Regions from separate parts of the Mus musculus genome. Here all the other regions are linked to region 1. The links are chromatin contacts, called in public promoter capture Hi-C maps. All regions are on one chromosome and are shown on one strand. Each heading gives the region's core, a stretch centred on a gene start, on an enhancer-like site or on the middle of the called end of the contact. The rest is flanking DNA. Distances are from core to core; before and after follow the strand shown.

Region 1 (4,305 bases), core at 108-2,607:
AGTTTCAAAGCAGTGAAGATTTGGATCGAGATTGAGAAAGCAAAACATTGCTCACACAGCAGATAAAATTCTTCTCTGGCTCAATCTTCTAATAGATATGATTACCAAGAAAAGCTCCTCATGGAAAAAACTATTACTGGGCAAATTCTCCATTCTTCTTCATTTCTCCTCTGTATCAACAGTATACTGTCAGACATCAAAGGGTGCCTAACCCATGGTTTTTAACTTAGTTCACTTAGGTCACTATTTATAAACATAAGGTTTAGTAGCCTCTGAGGGTGGCTCTGACAAGCTGCAACTAACTCCCAATCATCTCCCTTGAATTTTAGGTGAGAAAATGTGGACATGGATACTTTACTTTCTCCCTTTTAGATTATAATCAAATGAGCTCTTCACAGCTCTTGGACCAAGAAAGACCTGATACAGACATTTTGTATTGACCAAAGCTTGACTATCATTTTGCTGAATACTTACACCCTAGAATGGCTTGCAAGTTGGAAACTATTACTGTATCAAGTTATGTGGGTTTCCTCTCTGCTGCACATTTTATGTGAAATTTGTCAATGTTCAAGCTTTGTGTATCACAGACCATTTAAAGTGAAGAAAGAAGCCCTTCAGATCACAATGTTTACCTTCCCCCAAACTAAGCCATAGGAATAAAATACATGAAGTACATTGCAGAACACCTATGTTGCAGGTTTTTTGTATCTATCTTATATCAAAACATGACATTCTCAGCACTAACTTTCCTTTAAAATGTTTTCAAACAAAGACAACATGTCTTCTGGCTACTGTTCTAAATCACTCTGGTTATGATTTTCCTCCCTGCTCTAAAATGAAACTTCAAGTTTTTGAAGAAAAAACAACATAGAAGATCTCCCCAATTTCATCTCATCTCACCTCAAAAACTTCAAGCATTAGAAACCACCATATACAGTAAGCAATTCAAGTGGCATAATAATGTAAGCTTATGAATACTTAGGCCCAAAGAGATATCAGAAAATAAAACACCAATTAAATCAAAGTATTTCTAGCCCAGTTGCCTAAGGGAAGTGCTGATCTAAATATTTGTAAACACATCACATTTTAAAGTTACTAAAGGGATGTGTGGAGACTCTCAAAATGCTATGTGCCTTATTAGCTGATTTAGAGCTGTTAAAAGTCATAAATCTTACCTTTTGAAGGCAGTGTCCCTCAGTACTTCAGGTAGAATTCACTGATTATCTTTTAGGTGGCCAGCACAGCCTGTAACCCAGAAGTCTATGTCTATTTGTGTAAAAGGAGAAGTGAAGAGAGAAAAAATACAATCATGCTGTGACGACAGGAAACCCAAGCGAGAAGAGTGAGGAAGTGAGACTGAGTGTTCTCTCTTAGGCTCAGATAGTCAACTGTTCCTCAGTGAACTTGCAGAGGCTTCCACTCCCAGCCTATTCTAAGCTGGTTTCTGGAAGCTAAAGAAGGTCTGACACACCAATCTGAGTTCTGGTGAACTTTACAGTAATTTGAGTGATATTTCCTGGCCATAGAACAGTGCTTCTCAATTGAAGCAGCAACTACAAAATACCCGTGGGTCTGTTTCTGTGTATGTGTCCCCACCGTTTGACCACAAACTATACTACTAAACCATACTGACCAAGCCAGCATGGTACTGGAATGAAACCATACTTGTAGATCAATATAGCATAGTAGAGGACACAGAGATAAACTTGTGTAGGATTGAATATCTACTTTTGGACAAAGGTGTATCAAAACATGAACTAGAAAAACAAAAATGCAGCTGGAGAGATCGCTCAGCAGTTAAGAGCACTGACTGCTCTTCCAGAAGTCCTGAGTTTAATTCCCAGCAGCCACATGGTGGCTCACAACCATCTATAAATGGGATCTAATGCCCTCTTCTGGTGTGCCTGAAGACAGCTACAGTATATACATATACATATACATATACATATACATTATACATATACACACACATACACATACACATACACATACACATACACATACACATATACATATACATATACATATACATAATAAGTAAACAAATCTTGTTTAAAAAAAAACTATCTTGGGTATTCTAGGTTTCTGGGCTAATATCCACTTATCAGTGAGTGCATATCAAAGGATTTCTTTTGTGATTGGGTTATCTCACTCAGGGTGATACTCCAGATCCATCCATTTGCCCAAGAATTTCATAAATTCATTGTTTTTAAAAGCTGAGTAGTGCTCCATTGTGTAAATGTACCATATTTTCTGTATCCATTCCTCTGTTTAGGGACATCTGGGTTCTTTTCAGCTTCTGGCTATTATAAATAGGTCTGCTATGAACATAGTGGACCATGTGTCCTTTTTACCAGTTAGAACATCTTCTGGGTATATGCCCAGGAGAGGTATTGCTAGATCTACTGGTAGTACTATGTCCAGTTTTCTGAAGAACCGCCAAACTGATTTCCAGAGTGGTTGTACCAGTTTGCAATCCCACCAGCAATGGAGGAGTGTTCATCTTTCTCCACATCCTCCCCAGCATCTGCTGTCACATGAATTTTTGATCCTAGCCATTCTGACTGGTGTGAGATGGAATCTCAGGGTTCTTTTGATTTGCATTTCTCTGATGATTAAGAATGTTGAATATTTTTTCAAGTGCTTCTCAGCCCTTCCATATTCCTCAGTCAAAAATTCTTTGTTTAGTTCTGTAACCCATTTTTAATGGGGTTATTTGAATTTCTAGAGTTCAGCTTAGTGAGCTCTTTGTATATAATGGATATTAGTCCCATATCAGATTTAGGATTGGTAAAAATTCTTTCCCAATCTGTTGGTGGCCTTTTTGTCTTATTGACAATATCTTTTGCCCTATAGAAGCTTTGCAATTTTATGAGGTCCCATTTGTCGATTCTTGATCTTACAGCACAAGCCATTGCTGTTCTGTTTAGGAATTTTTCCCCCGTGCCCATATCTTCGAGGGTTTTCTGCACTTTCTCCTCTATAAATTTCACAACTTCCAAAACACAAGAAAATCAAGAAGGAAGACCAACGCATGGATAATTCATTCCTCCCTAGAATAAGGAATAAAATATCCATGGAAAGAGTTGCAGAGACAAAGTTTGGAGCTAAGACGAAAGGATGGATCATCCAGAGACTGCCCCACTTGGGGCCCATCCCAGAATCAGCCACCAAACGCAGACACTTCTGCAAAATTTTGCTGAAAGGACCCTGATATAGCTGTCTCCTGTGAGGCTTTGCCAGTGCCTGGCAAATACAGAAATGGATGCTCACAGTCATCTATAGGATGGAACACAGGGCCCCCAACGTAGGAGCTAGAAAAAGTACCCAAAAGCTGAAGGAGTCTGGAACCCTATAGGTGGAACAACAATATGAACTAACCAGTACCCCCAGGGCTCCTGTCTCTAGCTGCATATGTAGCAGAAGATGGCCTAGTTGGCCATCATTGGGAAGAGAGGCCCCTTGATCTAGCAAACTTTATATGCCCCAGTACAGGGAAATGCCAGGGCCAAGAAGTGGGAGTGAGTGGGTAGGGGAGCAGGGCGGGGTGAGGGTATAGGGGACTTTTGGGATAGCTTTTGAAATGTAAATGAAGAAAATATCTAATAAAATTTAACATAAATAAATAAAGAAAAGAAAAACTAAAATGTATTGAATTAAAACTGGCAAAATTAGATAGCTACTAACAGAAGAATTAAATTAAATCTGTATTTTCTTTTACCCTTTACAAAAATAAATTCAAAGTGCACCAAAGACCTTAATTTAAAACCTAGAGCCGGGAGGTGGTGGTGCACGCCTTTAATCTCAGCCTCAGGGAGGCAGCGACAGGTGGATTTCTGAGTTCAAGGCCAGCCTGGTCTACTAAGTGAGTTCCAAAACAGCCAGGGTTATACAGAGAAACCCTGTCTCAAAAAACAAAAAACAAACAAACAAAAAAATTTAAAACCTAGAATGCTAAAACTACTATGGAAAACACTTCAACAGATTGGTATAACCAACCCCTTTTTGGAATAGAATCCCAATAGAACAGGAAATACACCCATGATTTTAAAAAATGGGATTAAAGAAAATTAATCTACACAGCCTCTCAGAAAGTAGACAGAATACAGAAGAGAATACCTTTGCCAGCTGTATCTCAAAGGGGTTTGATATTTAGAAATATAAAGAGTTGCACAAACTAAGCACCAAAAGCAAAACAAAACAAAACAAAACAAAAACCCAAAAAACAAGAAAACCTTCAAAACTGCTTATTGATGAATAGGTCAATGAACTTAACAGACAGTTCTCCAAAGAAGAAAAACAGGT
Region 2 (4,697 bases), core at 185-2,684, 2.2 Mb before region 1:
CTTGGAAGCCAGAAGGCCTGACTTTAAAAAATATTCTCACTGGGTGTGATGGAGCACATGCCTTTAATAGCAGCACTGAAGCAAAACCAGGCGGATCTCTTGAGTTTGAGGCCAGTCTAATCAACGTTACAAGTTTCAGGCCAGCCAAGAGAATACATAATAAGGCCATGTCTCAAAACACAAAATTAAACAAATAATCTTAGCGGTAGGGAGACAGAGGCGGGTTGATTTTTTTTTTTTTTTCATGTTTGCTCTCTTAGTTCGAAGCCAGCCTGATCTACATGATGAGTTCCAGGCCAGGTGGAGCTATACACACACACGAGGCTATCTCAAAAAAAAAAAAAAAAAAAAAAAAAAAAAACAAGAAATCAAAAACAACCAACCAAATACCCATCTCGTAATAATAAAAATATCAAGGGTCCTGGCCATCAAGAGTACTCACTAGTTTACCACTTCAAGACACTTTGGAATCTGGGCTTGGTGAAGAACCGAAAATGGCTCTTGTGACACCAGGCTCTGTGGCTTTGACTTTAAATGTTGGCGACTTCCTAGCCTGGTGACTTCTGCCAGTTAACCTCGTGAAGCCCGGGGTTCCTTAGTTACAAGATCTTCTTGGCACCTAATACGGTTGTGAAGATCATACAAGATAATTCTGGTACAGTGCTTACTTAGCATGCAACTGTCCTAATCCCACTAGCCATAATCCCGACCCGTCCCCCAAATCCAGTGTTCATAAACTTCTGGCCTAAGAGCATGCTCATATCAGCGTTTCCAACGTACACACTCTCTGCCCCGGGGCCAGTTTCTCCTGACCGGCTTGTCCTTAAACTAAGCGTTCATCAAATGCCACAGGTCAGGCTCTGTGACGAGATACTTGCGTAAAATCGCACATTAAACTTCCTAACGCCTCCATAGTGGCTGATGTAGCGCAAGGAAACAGGCCCGGAGGGTTCCAGCAACTTCCCAGGGTCCCCGAGCCCGGGTTCCAGGCCCACATCGGAGTCTACCAGTGTCCGTCCATTCAAAATGCTGTTCAGTCCCCGGACTCCGACGGTCCATCGCCTTCGCCCTCTGCACCTCAGGGTCCGCCCTCAGGGCAGTTTTTTTTTCCCCTTTTCTCCTCCAGAGCCTGAGGGGTGAGGCCCACGATGGCGTCCCCGGCACGCGCCAAAAGAAGCTACCCCCTCAGAGCGCTGATAAGGATGTGCGGGGTCTCCGGGCCGCGGCGCCGGGTCACGTGGCGGGAAGGGGGGCGCCGGCGCGCGCGCCCGAGCGAGCGAGCGGGCACGCGCAGCCCGCAGCGTGTGGAGGCGCGAGATGCCGAGCTGGGAGTATGTATGGCAGGGAGGGGGCGGCGGCCGGGAAGGCCGACTCCACCCCCTGTGCGCATGCTCCGGCCCCCGCGGGTTATAAGGCAGCCGCGCCTGCCCCGCCAGACAAAGTGGCGAGCTGCGACGTGACTGGTCGGTCGTGTAGGTGCAGCAGCCAAGGAGCCCGGCGGCGGGCAGGGGACACGAGCGGGACCCCCCCGGCTCCGAGGAACTGCGGCCCGCGCCGCCGCGTCACGCATACTCCGGGCGCCGCGAGACACACATAACGGTTAGTCCGGGCTGAGCGGGCAGCGCGCGGCACGGAATCCGCGGTGCCCTTGGTGCCCCGGTGGGGTCGCGGAGCCCCGCGGGCACGCGGGGACTTTCCTCCCTGGGGCAAGGGTCGGGGCGAGCGACGCGGCATCCTGGGCGCGCGGAGCCGCGTGGCCCGGAACGTGGCGTGGGTGAAGGGGACCTTGAGGCGCTGGGCACAGCGTCTCTCCCGGCCGAGCTGCGGGCCCGTGGTCAGGTGGCGGCCGCCGGGCTGCGGGAGTCGGGTCATGGTGCCCGGTGACCTTGGGGGAGACGCTTCCAGCGCTGCCTACTCTAGGCGCCTGGAGAGATGCTTAGGTCGGGAAGAGGGACGACCTGAGGCCGCTTCACGTGGTGCACTCCTGCCGCCTTCTGCTGGGGCGGGAGTTACTTAGGACTCGTGGCATACCCGCCCAGCCTCCCCGGTCTGCCAATCGGTGTCCCACCAGGTGACTTGCTAGAGTGGTGTGAGGAATGTGAGGAGCTGCATTGCGGACCGCCGGTACAAGACTACGGGGTTCGAGTGAACTTTGAGGAAGGGGCTCTTTATGGTCCAACCTGTGGCTTCGGCGCGTCTGCCGCGGGCACGGGGTCCCAAGGCATCCCTGTGGAGCAGATTTAAACGTCCTTATATTTGGTCAGAGCACACTTTCTGGGCCAAGTACATCCCTTTGCCGAGTACATTTTAGCTTTTCTTTATGATGGCGTTTTTGGTGCAACCAGCAGTTACGAAAACTAGCGTCTGATCACTCAACCAGGAAACGCACGTGTTACTACTTCAGTCTTTTCCCGTTTTCCAGTGGCTCATTATAAACTGGCGGGCTACTGCTAGTAGTTACACAGTGACAAACTACTTTTGTTTTTTTTTACCCATAACTAATTTTGAAATCTTAAGGCGTCATTCCGCTTAGGCTCGGGGTGTGTTGCTCAGTGGCATGAGTACCTACCTGCCTGGCCTACCATGCCTGAGGCTCCAAAGTTTGATCGTCGGCATTGAAAAAAAATTACTTTGGTTTTAAATGAGTATATGCTGATGTGTGAGATTAGTAATTGTACGAGAGTTTGGGAAAGGGTGGATGGGAATTAAATCAAGCAGGGTGGGTTTTTGTTCTCGTGTTTTGCTTGTTTTTCTCAGCTGAATAAGAGACTCTTGAATTTATTTATTCATCATTCATTTATTTTAATTAAGTGGTAAATGGTGCTTCTAAGTCCAAGTCTTCGGGGATGTGTATGTGTGTGTGTGTGTGTGTGTGTGTGAGAGAGAGAGAGAGAGAGAGAGAGAGAGAGAGAGAGAGGAAAAAAGGAGAAGGAAGTGGTCAGTCCATCGCCTTAACCTTTCGGAAATTAAATCCAAGGTGTACAGGCAGGAGGTATAGGCTTTACATAGTGAGACCCTTCTCAAAAAAAAAAAAAAAAAAGTAAAAATGACTAAATTTTACAACTTTGCTTTCCAAGTATCATAAGAAATGACCAATAATTCAAGACTTTAGATGGGGGGGGGGGGTCGACACAGAGCTTCTCTGTGTATCCCTGGCTGTCCTGGAACTCTGTTGACCAGGTTGGCCTTGAGCGCAGAAGAGATCTGCTTCTGCTTCCCCAGTGCTGGAATTAAAAGCGTCTGCTACCATGCCCAGTCCTAGAATAAATGTTTAATTAAGTGTATTTCAGTCATTTCATTGTGGGTTTAAGTAGATGCTGTTGGTTTATCAGATTGTGACCTTGTTAAATATGAAAGTTCTTAGTTTGAGGAGCATTTTGAGAGTTTTAAAGCTTTAGCTGTACGATTTACATAATCCTAAACAGATTAAGGGGGGCAGGGTGGGGGATAAGGTGGTGTAAACTTGGATACCTATAAACTCTGACAAAAAATAGTGTTAGATTAGTATTTTCCCAACTTCTTGAAACTTTCATTCCCACTGTGCCTCAGGAACTTCCTATTATGCATTTCATGCAAGGTCTGGGTCCCCGTATAATGCCTACTTGACTTTTTTTATTTCCCATACTAGGGAATATGGACTAGGAATATGGAACTTGAACACAAAACTGAAAATTGTGGATAGAGAAGTTAAGATTCAGCAGAAAAGAAGATTCTAGTATTTACCCTTGGTTTGTAGTCTAGCTGGAAAGCAGAGGTAGTTGAGTACTCTTAGCAAACAGTTTAGGGGAAAGTAAGGTTACCATGGGAACAAACACTGTTTTGTATAGGTGTGAGAAAATGCTCAATTTAAGGAAACACTAGATATGCCTGCATCTCTGAGGAAATACTACTTAATCTGCAGTTTGATAAAGGGGTGGGAGCTAGTTTGGCATAGGTGGTGATAGGTTGAAAGGGCATTTTTGAAGCTGAAAGAATTTCATCAAAAACTAAAACATAGAAAGGTCAAAAATAATAAGAGGGACTAGAAATGTCAGCCAGTGGAGTGCCTTCAGTCATTGTAAGGCCACAGGAAGAGACTGAACAGTTAAAAGAACTTAGTGTGGCTGGGCAGATTTGCATTTTAGTATCATTCTGGGGATAGCTGGTTAGAGGGGTTTTAGAGTGGGACCATATGTGAATGAATACCTAGGGGAATCCTTGAGAAAAGGAAGGAAGCAGGTTTTGGGTAGGGGACTAGTTAGGTGTTGGAGATAAGAAACGGGTGAAGTTAAGAATGTGGTTCAAGTTGCTAGCTGGAGCAAATATAAATTTTTTTATCTTCATTTTAACCAATGGGAATCCTGAGGTACTGTGACTACACCAGAACTGCCCAATGTATAAAACTCATAGATTAAATTCAAAGCCATTTCTGCCCTCTTGTCTGTTTTCATTGGTGAAACTGAAATTATTTTGTTTCCTCTTTACCTTCTCTACTTTAAGTATGGAAAATGCTAATTAGCAGGCGGTTGAGTCACTCCTGTGTCATCGCTATCCCTTCCTACTTTCCTTGTGAAGCAAATCCTAGATGAAAGAATAATAACTTTACTAACTTAGTTATATCCATAGCTATCTGAAAGATAGGAGTCACATTGTCCTGCTTTTAAAAATTAACATCACCAGATATCTGTCCGTATTCAGATTTTCCCAAGTTATATATA
Region 3 (4,646 bases), core at 1,639-4,138, 2.6 Mb before region 1:
CCACTACAAATTATCAATGCTGAGCATATTTTAAAAAGCAAGCACAACATTCAAAACTGCTACTAATAAGCTGTAGTGCAGCACTGACACCAGTTATTCCCTTTATTTTCACTTAATATTTAAAGCAGGACAGTGTCTTTGGATGACAAGAAGGCAAAATTTTATTAATACAAAATGCTGACTATATTCTGGGGCAGGGAAGATTTTATCAATACAGTTAACTAATACTACTGTATAGCACTTTAAACCCTGAAGTATTTTCTCCAATTTTATGCGAAAGGTATATAACAGATTGGTGTTTATTAAAGAGCCAACCCTCTCATCTATTAAACAAACCACAGTGATTTGGAATATAACAACTTCCTCAACAACTTTATGACTGTTATTCCTTCAGTAATGCCCCAACTGATCAAAACAAAACAGAGCAATGATGCACATATTCTCATTATCTGCTGGCTCATGGGATTTCATCTAAGTCAAAGGTTCTCAACCTCCCTAATGCTGTGACCCTTTAATACAGTTCCTCATGTTGTAGTGACCCCCAAACATAACATTATTTCATTGCTACTTCATAACTGTAATTTTGCTACTGCAATGAACCATAATATAAATATCTGATATGCAAGATAATTGATACACAACCCCCAAAGGGGTTGAGACCCACAGGTTGAGAACCTATGACCTAAGTCCTACCTGGGCTAGTAAATGTATAGTATTTTGAATATTATAAACAGTAACCAACACACCGAATTACAGCCCCAAAAGTGTTCCCTCCACCCTTTACATATAGTTCTAAAAGTTAAGAGTTAAGAATCTTACAATCCTCAAAAACACAGAAAGGGTATTTATAGTTTGACAAAGTTCTAAAGATTAACAGTAAGAAAAACCCATAAACACACAAATCTTAATAGTATCATAGAATAGATTATATGAAAAGTACCTTCATGTAAACTAGTAAGATTATGTCACATACCCACAACACATGGATATTGCATCAAACCATCAGTTGCAATTAGCTCAAGGACTACTTAAGAGGCAGTCCTAAAGTGAGCTGAAGATGAGGAAGAGGGAGATCGAGGGAGGGAGGAGGAAGAAGTGGGGGGAGGGAAGAGGAGGAGAGGGAGAGAGAACGTGTTAAAATTTCTAGAAATTTCTAGCATTTTGTAGTGAACGGGGAAGACCAAAATCTAGCCCAAGTCAGTTTGGCAGCCCCATATGTTCAGATGTACCGTATCTACGTTCAGCAGAAACAATTTGATTTCTAGTAACAATGATTAATCACGATGCCCATGTCTACAACCACCTCAGAAGCCAGAACCATATTTTACCAATACCGAAAGGTCCAACAGTGTTTTCTCTTACAAATTCGTAAGAAAACTTACTACATACTACCAGACCAGACTGCGCAGTCTGATCAATGCTTTCCAGCTAGGGAGTATGCCATAAGCGTAACATGCTTTGCAGCACATTTTACGAGCATCAAAGACACCAGGGCACCAAGGGGTTCTTTTTTTTACCCTGCGCTTCAACAAATACTGTAGATTTGAAAGCTTTACAAAGGCATTTGCTCGGCTGGGCACCTGGGTCCTCCTTCCAAATCCAGACGACACAACAGCTCCACTGCCTCATACCACACACTGTACCTCACTGGGACTCAGACACCTGAGCCACCTAGACCCACAGAGTGGGACTGTCAGCTCCCAGACGTCTGCGGTCGTGCACGACGCACTGGGCCAGCTGAGCCCTCCCAGGAGCTTTCAGTGGTAACCTCGGCCCTCGATCCGGCGCCGAGTCTCCATAGTAAAGCCCTTTCTCCCCGTTAGAAGACGCAAATACGTTCCAAAGAAAAGATTATCATCATAGGACTGTTTCCACAAAGGGGAGAAGAAAAGAGATGGCTCTTCTCTAGGCAAATAAAAATAAAAATAAAAACTCTTGATGCGGTGGGAGACCGAGCTGGATTAGGAAAGCCAGCTCCTAGTGCCAATTCCCTGACAGCCTACACAGCTGTCGGTTCACCCGAGCTCAGTTTTACTAGCCGCAAAATGGGAAACCCCGGCGCCGCCCCCTCCCCCCTCCTCCCCGGGGAGTCGGACCAGGACCCGGGTCCCCAAGGCGACCACACACCTGGCTTCACCGTCTTCAGACGGATGGGCTCGCGGAAGTGGCGGATGACAGCCAGAGTGTCCCGGTTGGTGAGCCCACTGACCGGCGTCCCGTTCACCTCCAACAGCACATCGCCCGGACTGGGCGCCTTGCCCGAGACCACGCAGCAGGTGCCTCCGCCGCCGCCAGCCTCGTCGCGGAGCCGCCCCAGGTAAGGGAACTCGCCGCGCTCGGCGCCGCCGCGGATCTCGGCGCCCAAGTCGCCCGGGGGCCCGGCCCAGGATACCGCACACTCCTGCACCTTGCTGAGCCAGTGCTTCTTCTTCTTCAACGTCTTCGACATCCCGACCTCCGCTGCACCATGGGGAGCCCCCGCGCGGGCGGCCGCGGTGCCGCTCCGGGCCCCGCGCACAGCCCGGCCAGAGGGGCGCCGCCGTCGACCCCCCGCCTCAGCCCGCCGGCCGCGCGCCGCCGCGAGCCGCCCCTCTCGCGGGCCGCTGAGGAGAGCCGGAGGGAGCGCGCGCCCCGCGGGCGGCGCCGGCGGGGTCTCCGGGCGGGGTCAGCGCCGACGGCCGGGACTCGGCGCCCGCGCGGCGGGAAAGGCTGAGGCAAAGGGGCGGGAGCTGAGGGAGCGGCTGGAACCGAGGCTCGTATCGGTACGCGCGCACCGAGCTTAGTCGCTCGCTGGAGCGCGGCTGCTGCGGAGCCGGAGCGCCGAGACCAACGCCTGCCCCAGCTGCCAGGAAACTGGCGCTTTCAAACCCGCCGCAACCTCCTCCCCGCTCGGCCCCTCCCCCGCCCTCGCCGGCCCGGCCCCGCCCCCTCCCGCAGCGCAGCGCCCGGCGCGTTGCCGTCACCAGCTCTGCTCCGGAGGACCCGCCCAGTTCTCGGCTCCGCACCGTGGATTGGGTTCTGGCAGCTGGGGGCGGCCCTCGGCGGGCATGCTGATTTCTGATTGGGTGGTCTAAGTAGAGGAGGCGGGCACTAGAATGACTGAAGTTTAGAGAGGGAGGAAAAAAGAAGTTTAGAGTGTGAGGGAGGGAGAAGGGGGAGGGAAAAGAGAGGGTTGGTCTGGGAGCGGGCACAGGTCGCCTAGAGGGGAGAGGCCCTCCAGCCAGGGGCTGGAGCCAAGGGAAACTCAAACACTGAAAGGACCCTGGTCCCCAAGGTGGGGCGTGCCCAGCTGGGCAGGGGGCGGGGCCTCGGAGCTGGAGCCCGAAGGCGATCCTGGGAGTGCTTTGCCTGGATCCTGGGAGTCCAGTGCCCAGCTACTCCGAACGGTGGAGCCACTAAATGGGCCTGTTAAGGCTGAAACGGATTCTACGGGTTTGAATTTGTTAATTCGTTCAATGAATGTTCTTAAATGATCCATTGGCGAAATCCTGTTAATTGAGGGTAAAATACAGTCCAGTGCTCGAATGCTGTGTGATCTCGGGCAAGTTAGACAGCCTGTCGGAAACAAGCTGAGAGTGAAGATCATTAATTACACTAGCTACTGAACTCCAAGAATGAAGAAAACAGTGATCCTGCTCTCGAGGAGACTGCAGCTTAGCGAGAGAGACTGACTAGAAGATCATTTGAGGAAAGCGGGAAGGAGATGGATTAAAAAACAACCTGGTGCCTGCGGAGCTAAGTCCTGACACTGGTGGCTTGACCTTGACCAGATCTCTGCTTCGCGTCTGCTTGTTTGTAAGAAGGTGGAAGAAGTGACTCAGAACAAGGGAGACCTCAGATCTCTCCCAGCTCTAATTTTTCAGAAACACTTAAGCTTTTTTTCTTCCTTCATTGAACGCGTGCTTTCTCGTCTTTGGAATGCCCTCTGTTCGTAAATGTTTCACCTCATCCAAATAGTCGTCCAGTATTTCTTGGAAAGTGTTTTCTCTGAACTGGGGCACTTGTCTCACTTTTGTGACAGGGCATGTCTTCTGACTCCCTTTAATGATAGCCCTTATTTTAAACTCCGAGGAGCTCTACAAACTAGATCAAGCTTCAGACAGCTACAGTGATTTCCTTCACACCATTGAACTGGGGAAATAAAAACACTAAATGTGGGCTGGACTCAAGAAACAATAAGGGAAGTGGAGCCCTGGAGCTGCAGGCTTGGGACCTGCCAGGCAGAGACAGGACCTTTATCTACACCCTGATGGAGAGATTGCCAGACTGTAACCTTCAGTCCTTGATTGTCTGCTGAGCAGTCACCCAAGAGAGAAACTACATTTCTTTAATACCACCCTCCATCCTGCTGAGGCTCCCTCTGGCCAAGTGGATTGGAAGCCAGATGGCCTTCACACTTATGATGGGGGTAGAGAAAGCCCAGCGTCTGGAACCCAATGGAGTAAATACTTTTCACAGGCATCATGTGGATCATTCAAATAGACCAACATCTGAAATTTAAAAAAAAATTTAACTTGTTTTATGGACAACTAGTTAATACTAATAAATTCCTGAATGAATACTCGATTGCCTTCACATCTTCTATTTTTGCTGAGACTGAAACACAATGCTCTGCCTAAACTGTATCTGTTTAGAATGGCTCTGGC

The links. Promoter capture Hi-C pulls out the DNA fragments that hold promoters and counts their contacts. Capture Hi-C pulls out chosen DNA fragments and counts their contacts.
Region 2: a contact with region 1 is called in a promoter capture Hi-C map of liver, with 4 times the contacts expected there. The contact joins the promoter of Slc16a1 here to the promoter of Cd53 in region 1. A contact is called at or near these places in 1 of 39 promoter capture datasets (pre-B cells), 1 of 484 Hi-C or Micro-C datasets (B cells) and 1 of 9 other capture datasets (liver).
Region 3: a contact with region 1 is called in a promoter capture Hi-C map of pre-B cells, with 3 times the contacts expected there. The contact joins the promoter of Magi3 here to the promoter of Cd53 in region 1. A contact is called at or near these places in 2 of 39 promoter capture datasets (the C10 cell line and pre-B cells).

The regions. Positions count from the first base shown.
Region 1 is chr3:106,788,792-106,793,096 of GRCm38.p6, forward strand. Cd53 (CD53 antigen) reads right to left here and starts at 1,358. Exons shown (of 8, transcript NM_007651.3): 1 at 1,176-1,358.
Region 2 is chr3:104,637,230-104,641,926 of GRCm38.p6, forward strand. Slc16a1 (solute carrier family 16 (monocarboxylic acid transporters), member 1) reads left to right here and starts at 1,435. Exons shown (of 5, transcript NM_009196.4): 1 at 1,435-1,599.
Region 3 is chr3:104,217,518-104,222,163 of GRCm38.p6, forward strand. It overlaps Magi3 (membrane associated guanylate kinase, WW and PDZ domain containing 3), which reads right to left and starts at 2,889. Exons shown (of 21, transcript NM_001159354.1): 1 at 2,128-2,889. The coding sequence starts at 2,449.